Regions from separate parts of the Rattus norvegicus genome. Here region 2 is linked to region 1. A link is a contact called in public Hi-C data. All regions are on one chromosome and are shown on one strand. Each heading gives the region's core, a stretch centred on a gene start, on an enhancer-like site or on the middle of the called end of the contact. The rest is flanking DNA. Distances are from core to core; before and after follow the strand shown.

Region 1 (4,160 bases), core at 418-2,917:
ATCCAGGGAGGTATTGGGCCCCCCTCTGGCCCATGGATCCTCTTGCATGTTGAGCCTTTAAGGCTTCTAGAAAGTTGGTATCGTTTCCCTTCCTTCTGTCTGTTATCCCCTGGGGTTCTGCACACATTCCCAATTTGTAATTTAAGTGATTCTTAAAAATGTAAAAGCCCAAAATTTGATAAGGTAAAAACCCAAATCCGGCTGTAGACATAGATCCGTGGTAAGATGCTTACTACATGGGCATAAAGACCTGTGTTCTCATCCCTGGCACCCATATAAAAACCAGGACACAGCAGTGTACACCTGTAATTCCAGCATTGGAAAGCAGACAAAGGCAGCTTTCGAGGGCTCTTTACTAGACGATCAAGGCAGTCAGGAAGCTCCAGTCTCAGTGATAGAGAGACCCTGCCTCAAAAATGAGGTAGAGAGTGACGGAGGAAGATTCCCAAGACTCCAGGTCCACACATGGACAGGTGCAGCTATGCAGCTATCCATACACATAAGCATATAACACACACACACACACACACACACACACACAAACACACACACAATTTTTCAAGCTCAAATACTTTTCTAATATTATGTGATTTAAGAAATAATAATTTATATAACCCAACTCTGTGCGGAAGATTCTAATTAGTTTATAAGATCATATAATGGTTTATTTCCTAATAGTCCATGTTCGTTAATTTTTTACTTCAGAGTAAATAACAGAGTAAATAACACAATAGTATTGACTAAGCCTTTTACAGGAGAATGGTGTATAAACTTTGAACCCTCATAAAGGATTATCATGAAACTTCTTATACATTTTTAGCCTCCTACCCATTAGCACTCTGGTGGGTTACTAAGTCCTTTTGAGGGAAACAGGAACTAATACCACTGAATAGTTACTGCCTTCCAGGTTTCTTGTTAGTGGTGTTCTATATATGGTACCATAGATGGTTTATTGGAGCAATTAGTGGTTAGATCTCTAAGTGTGACCAAGACACCTTGATTAAAGCCAGACCAGTTGTGGCGTTCATGATGCCCCTATTACCTCAGCCCAGCACCCACTGGAGCATGTGGAGCACCCCAGGGAGCAGTTGCTCCTAGTGGGCTAGTTACAAGTAGGCTTTCTGTCTATTTCCCTAGTGGAGCCTCAGATTGAGATTCTCCAAGCCAGGAAGGTTTACTATATTCAGGGAACTCTTTTTCACTAATGTATTGCAAACTAACTCCATCCTCAAACACACACACACACACACACACACACACACACACACACACACACACACACACCAGTCTGCTATTTGGAATTTCTTTTTCAAGCCAGGTTAAAACGTGACTACAGCACATGGACCTTGCTGACATATCATTTGTGTATCCTGACCTTCCCCAGCTCTCAGACACAGGGCAGGTTTTTAAGAAGCACAGGGAAGACTGACAACATCTACGAACCACTCTTAGGTGTGCGTCCTACCCAGGGCCTATAGATTTTCCTGTTAAGAGCCAGGAGGGCATGGATATGCTCCTGGACTTTGGAGGGTAGGAAGCACGTGGCTGCAGCCCTCACCCCAACCATCCCAACACAACTTACTGATAGGAAGACCGATGGTTCTTGTAAAGTGCCAACACCAGTCCCACGAGGGTGAGCCCTAGCAGTTTCGCCATGTCCTGAGACAAATGGACAGACTGAAGGATGGACAAGTGGAGGGACGCTGGTCAGTCCTGAAACCTGCAGCCTGGTGGCTCTGACAACTCCGGATTGGCTGGCCTGAGCCTGTCTGAGGCCCGCCCCCCCTGGGTGCCACAGCTCCAATTCAGCCAGAGTTCTTTAGCTGCAAGCTGCCAGCTAGGTTCATTTCCCTTATCCACCCAACCCATCCCCCAATTTTAAGGGGAGAAAAGGCAGAACAGGTGCCTAAACTGGTCTGGAAGGGATTAAGCAAGCAGGAGGAAACTGAGAGCTGTGGGGAAAATATGTGCCAGGAAATAAATAAAATAAAACAGTTCTAATCCTTGTGGCTAAGAGGGTTTCAGAACTTCACCATGCTAACAGCAAATTAAGAGCACAGAAAAGAGGACCGTGGTCAGAAGCCCTAAGGTCCAGACTGTCCTTACAAGGAGACCCAGATGGTGCTGCCTCGAAACACCATCATTTCAGAGTATCACTTTCTCCCAATGCCTCTTCTGAGTTTCCAGCTCCGCAAGACACAATATTCCATCCTTCAGCATCTCCCTTATGTGGCTGATGCTTATTGAGTGCCAACTATATTCCAGGCACTCTTCTAGATGTTAAGAAGTGACAAGTCTCCACGGAGCTTACATCAAGTGAGTGGGGTCAAAGAAATTCTCACAGCTGAGGCCACTGTGGTGACGCTGAACGCAAGGGTACTTGCTGTCAAGCCTGCCAAGCTCAACTCCATGCCTGAGACTCATGTGGTGGAAGAAGGCTGGACTTCCGCAGCTTGTCTTCTGGTAACTGAGCGCGCGCACGCACACACACACACACACACACACACACACACACACACACACACACACGAGAGAGAGAGAGAGAGACAGAGAAACAGAGAGAGAGAGAGAGAGAGAGAGAGAGAGAGAGAGAGAGTCAGAGACACAGAGAGATGGACACAGAGAGACAGAGAGAGAAAGAGGATAAAGAGATGGACCGAAAGATAAGAAGTAGCACTTACAATGCTGTGAATAGATATTTGTACTGAAGATATGGACATGGGTCACAGAGGAAAATAAAGAAGGAAAAGATGAGAGTGATTCTTGGGCAAGGTAAGAGTAGTAAGGGGAGGCCCAATGGAAGGAGGAGCGCATTCAGGGGCTTCAGTGCGCTTCCTGCCTCCATTTGGGAGTTGTTTCATTCAACTCCCATCCCTGCCCCTTTCCTCTGCATCTCCTTTCCTCTCAAGTCATTTGGTCCCAATCACATTTTCTCTGCTCTGCAACATGCACCCCTTTCTCCTTTCTAGAATATTTCCGTCAGATACCAATGTGTTTTAGTTCTCCAGGAGAGCGTTTGACTTCATAACCTAAGTATTGCCCCGTGTTTCTGTTTCCCTGGGAATGCTGACTCTTAAAGTGAGCTTCTGTGTAATAAGCTGCACCATCCTTCAGGAGGGGCCACAAGAAAGGCAGCAACCTTAGAGAAGATGCGCAGTAATCGTTTGCCTTCTTGCCATATCTGCTTGCCTTGTCATGGGAACAAAGATGCAAATGAAGCCTTTTGGACCTTCTAGGACAGACCAGCCACCAGCTGCATGAGGCTAAGGTCCTGTGGGTGCTAACACTTGGAGCAGAACAATCTACCTAAGGAAAGACATGACCTTCCAGAGGGGACAGTATTTTAAAGGAAGCAGTGATCTGTGTCCAAGATGATTGTGAGCTGGGCATGATTAAAGAGAAGGTTGCTGTGGATGCTGTGGGTAGCAAACTCTATAGTTGAGACAAAGGAACCCAAGCCATGTTACAATGGATTCAAGAGGGAATATAAAACTAGAGACATTTATTCTACCATTTTCTTTCCATGAGTGTGCACGCGTGTGAATGTGCACTTATGCGTGTGAATGTTATGCTTAACCTAATAGCTAAAAATAATTGTTGGCCAGTACCTTTTCAAAGATCTCCACAAGATAAAGGCTATTGTCATTGTTCTTCATTGCCTACTGGAACATGATGATAAGACCTTATTGCAGAAGACACCACATAGTTCAGTCACAACACACGGAGAAATTAAATTGATACTGACAAGGACCTTACTAGCTAGCTCTCAAAATACTAGGCAATAAGTACTATGCAAACTTGGGCAAGGGGGAAGTCAAGAGAAGTTTTACCCAGTTGTGAATGTTGACAAAACAAGATATGTCCATGAGTACAATCATGGCATAAATGTTATCAGAGTAACCAAATGCTTTCTGATTGGGTTGAAGGACTGTTCAATAAGAAGAAATGCTTACCTGTGTTGGCTAGGAACCTAGGAGTGAGAGTTCACAGGCCCTAGGGGTGAACCTACTACCATATTTTCGCTAAAAGGACGTAGTATCAAACTGGTCTCTCAATTCTTATCTCTGCACCCATAAAAGTTCCCAGACTTCACTGGAGAAATTTTCTTATGCAGCTGACAATCATTAATACAGAAATCCTGAGATGGTCAAAGCACAGAG
Region 2 (4,160 bases), core at 1,178-3,677, 43 kb after region 1:
AGAATCTCAGATCTAAAGGTTGCTATTCATAGTGCATCGCTGTTCTGAAAGCCTTCGCTTCTTAGTCATCTGCCAAGGGTGTTTGCTTTTACAATTTCATGCTTTCTTAAAAACAGTCAGGGAATAATCATATGTCTGACAACTATACCATCACATGTCTAGGGCAGATTTCTCTCTCTGATAAGAGCTTTTGGTTAGCCTGACCTTATTCATGTGGTTAAATAATTTTTGGGCTCATAAAGTGCAGTGATATTTAATAAGCATCCTGCTTTCGGAAAGAATGTTGGAAAGGACTATATCTAGTTATATAAGAATTTAGAACAAGGGCCATATTTTCTCTTCCTACTGGAGGGGACTTGAAATTCAAGAAAACAAAGGGCTTTTAAGATCACACATTTACTATGAACTGTGGGCACAACTGAGGCCTCCACGCACATACTAACTACTTGAACCTAGTGGATCTCTTCAGGCAAGGAGCTCTTCAAAATAACAGGGGCAAAGGGCAGAAAATAAAAAGCATACTTCTGGTCTAGTGAGACTGTGATCCCATTGGCAGAACTAAATCCTTGGGCTACTACTTTGACCTCTTTGGGGCTGTAGAAAAGAACAGAAGTCCAGTGAGGGTCCAAGATCATCTCCAGAAGTACCAAGAAATGACTGGTAAAGTAGTGGTCTCTTGTAGCATAGAACTGCTCTGGCCCAAGAACCACAATGTCATTCACACTAGAAAGAAAAAGAACGAGAAACCCATTAGGTATTTGAATATCTTGATTATTGACAAAGCTCTTAATATCTACCTAGATCAACATGTTCGTCTGTTTTAAATGGTAGAGATCAATTAACTAATCCCATAAAATATTCAGATTTTACTTCCACATATTTTCTTTTGTCTATGATTTTAAGTAAAAAGTGAATATGTATATTAACAAAATCTAGACTTGTAGATGTCAATGATAGTTTTCTGTGACACATACAATATCTTTATTTTAGATCCTCTAGAGTTAGGCTTAATTTTAAAAGCAAAGCACTGTCATATGGCTTGATTTTACCGAAAAAAGATGTGGTTTCTTTTGTTTGTGGATATTTGTGTGCCTATTCATGTATGTGTCTGGGGAGAGCAGGTAAGAGTTCAAGTTCAAGTGTAGTTCCTCAAGTCCCATCTACCTTGATTCTTGAGGTTTCTTACTGGCCTGGAACTTCCCGTGTAGGCTAGGGTGGTTGACCCATAAGCCCCAAGGATTGACCTATCTCTCTCTCCCTGTCACTGAGATTACAAGCACATGCTACTATGCCTAGCCATTCTTTTGTAATTGAGTTCTGAGGGTTAAACCTGAGTCCTCATGCTTGTGAGATAAGAAGTTTACTGACTGAGCCATCTCCCCAGGCCCTGGGTTTGGTTTCTTAATGAAAGAGCTGGAGAACCAATGAGTGGTCCATTGTATTTTCATAACCACCATTTTTTCCCTGAGGGTACACTGTTCTGTCCTCCTAGGACCCTAAGCGACACTAGGTCCCTTGATTGCCATGTGCAACTTGAGTAAGATAATGAAAGAAAACCACACAGCTTTGAGCCATGGGCATTCCTTCCTGTCTTTATCTCTTAACCAAGTCTATCTGGGCATTTACATTTTCTCTTTCTTTTAAGAAAGCTTCGAGTCTATAATACAACCAATGTCATTTTAGAGAAGAGAGTATGGAAATGTGAAAAAGTTAAAAGAAAGATGGAAAATTTTTATTTATCATTTATCTCTGTATGTGTTTGCATGCACATGCGAGCGTGTGAGCGTGCAAGCGTGCAAGCGTGTATGCATGTGCACATTCATTAGCTCTCCAAGACATCCACAATAGTGCATGTGCAGAGGTCAAAGGACAACTTGCAGGAGCCTGTTCTCTTTCTTCTACCATGTATGTCCCAGAGATCAAGCACAGGTTGTCAGGCTTGCTGGCAAGCATCTATACCTACTAAGCCATCTCATGAACCCAGAGGGTTTTCTGTTGTTTGTTTGTTTTGTTTTTTTTAAACAAATACTATTTTAGGAAAGGAAACTTTGGATGAAAATCAGAAATCATTCTGCAGTTTTGTACAGCTTTCCACGTTGCTAGCCTATCCATCCTTCGTGACTTGGCCTGAGTACCTCTCTGCCAAAAGACTTTGAGTGACATCATAAATTGCATTCAAGTCTTGCCTGGCACTCTGTACTAAGTTGCCTCACAGTTTCCTCCTGTGAGGCTGAGTTTTGCCCTTTGTATTTATTGCCCATTGTGTGTGTTACTCCTCTCAAACTCCTTATATCCTGCAGTCTCACTGGCCTCTTCCTACTGTCAAGTAGGCTCAAATTCAACCAGTCTGGGGAGGGCTCCCACAGATGCCACTTCACAAAAGGTCACAGCTATGACCTCTTGCCTTCCACTGTCAAAGCACAGAATAGCATGGGCTTACCTCTCACATGTACGAGTGGGTAGGGCAAGAGTGAGAAGGTCCTTGGCGCACCTTTGACTAAGGAGAACTGAGGTCACAGGATAAACTTCTCTTTTCTTATCATGGTCAGATTATTATGAAACAAGGCTGTTGTTGCATTTTCGAGGTAACCTCTGATTTTAATCTGTGTCAACTGCACTTGGTAATGAGTGACTTGACCAGGCATCTCTACCCCTTCTTCACGTATGTTTCCTGTGTCTGTTATAATAAGCTACCATCAACTGTAGGGATTAAACAACAGAAGCTATTCGAACATGGTTCAACAGAGTCGGAGAGTTAGCAGAGCCATAATCCCACTGAAGTTTCTGTGGAAAAACTCTTGTTTGTGGCTTTTCCACATTCAGGAAACTCCCCCTGACCTATTGATCTTTCACTCCAGAGTTGGGCCAGTATTTGCCTTTGTATGTCTCTCTTCTGCACGCATCTGCCTTCTAACTGGATTACAGATCTGTCTTAGTCTACTAAGTCTGCATCTTTAATTGACCATTTCCAAGCAAGGTGGCATTCTGAAATATGTGTGGAAGAAATTCAAGCATACACTTAATATAAAATTTTAGAAAAGTGAAATTTGGATGACTTGGGGATTATTTTGCATTTTGTAGGACACCGTTCAACTCCCAACAATCCCCTTTCTTTCTTTTCCCTCCCTTTCCCTAGAAATCCTGTGAGGTTCGAATCCACTGTGGCTGCAGAACCTCCTGATGTGCTTACTTCATAAGAGAGAGAGAGAGAGAGAGAGAGAGAGAGGGAGAGAGAGGGAGAGAGAGAGATCTTACCGTTTAAACCCTGAAATTGGCTATCTACTAAAGAATATTAATTTTCCAAATTTAATAAGAATGATGCCTATCACTGCAAATTAAGAGTTCAGCTTTGTCAGACTGGAGCTTACGTGATGACTACGTCAATCACAAACTGACTCAGGCAACCTGCCTGGCCCACAACTTCTATGAGACTCGGTTTACTTATGCTCGTTACTAAATGCCGTGTGACCGTTCAGTTAAACAAAGTATTTTTCCCCTAGCACTTGGCACACAATCGACACACTTAAGGTAATTTTTATAAGTTCCCACAGGTTGTTTTCATTTATTTAATTTTTTATCAAATTCTTCTTTAAAGAATTGGATACAAAGAAATAACTCATCTGGAGGTTGATTATAATACCCAGTGGGTAAGACTCAGAGAACACAACCCACCACTATGATTGGCAGAGGGAGTAGGTGTTTAAAGAGAGCACAGTATTGAGTTGCTGTGGCAAAGAGGTTGGAATTGGAGCTGGGAATCTAATTGAGCACCTTTATGGGATTAAAGAGCTTTCAAAAAGTGGGAAAATATAGAGACATTCAATACTGAACACAGCAATTTCTACTGAGGTGCTGGGCAGTCCCACCATGGGAGGCTTTAGAAAGCTTTAGAGAGAAAAAAAGAATTGCTTGCGAAACAAAAGCTGACGAATGCCTGCTGAACCAAAGAAAGCGGAGGTGCACAGCGGAGGTGCAGGGTAAACAGAAGCACGCCTGGCTTTAACCCCAATACCTCTCGAAAAGCTCATGTTTTATGGTTTTCAGGTGGACGAGAGAACGCGGTTGTTCTTCAAACTTAAATATCTCCACCGTGGAGTCCATGTGGGGGTGATTCACAGCATAAAGATACACAGTGTTGTCTAAATGGGAGAGGGAGGGAG

The links. A called contact is a pair of places that touch in the nucleus more often than the background predicts.
Region 2: a contact with region 1 is called in a Hi-C map of liver, with 2.0 times the contacts expected there. The contact joins the enhancer-like site here to the promoter of Pon1 in region 1. A contact is called at or near these places in 4 of 12 Hi-C or Micro-C datasets (hepatocytes, kidney and liver).

Annotation. Positions count from the first base shown.
Region 1 is chr4:34,286,193-34,290,352 of GRCr8, forward strand. It overlaps Pon1 (paraoxonase 1), which reads right to left and starts at 1,668. Exons shown (of 9, transcript NM_032077.1): 1 at 1,583-1,668. The coding sequence starts at 1,656.
Region 2 is chr4:34,328,859-34,333,018 of GRCr8, forward strand. It overlaps Pon3 (paraoxonase 3), which reads right to left. Exons shown (of 9, transcript NM_001004086.1): 5 at 4,013-4,139; 6 at 523-723. Among named protein-coding and RNA genes, the nearest start is that of Pon3, 19 kb to the right of the region's middle. Within about 2 kb of position 2,428, at least 1 of the 93 cell types and tissues checked has an H3K27ac peak or open chromatin away from gene starts, as enhancers often do. A contact at or near this core is called in liver, where this site is marked.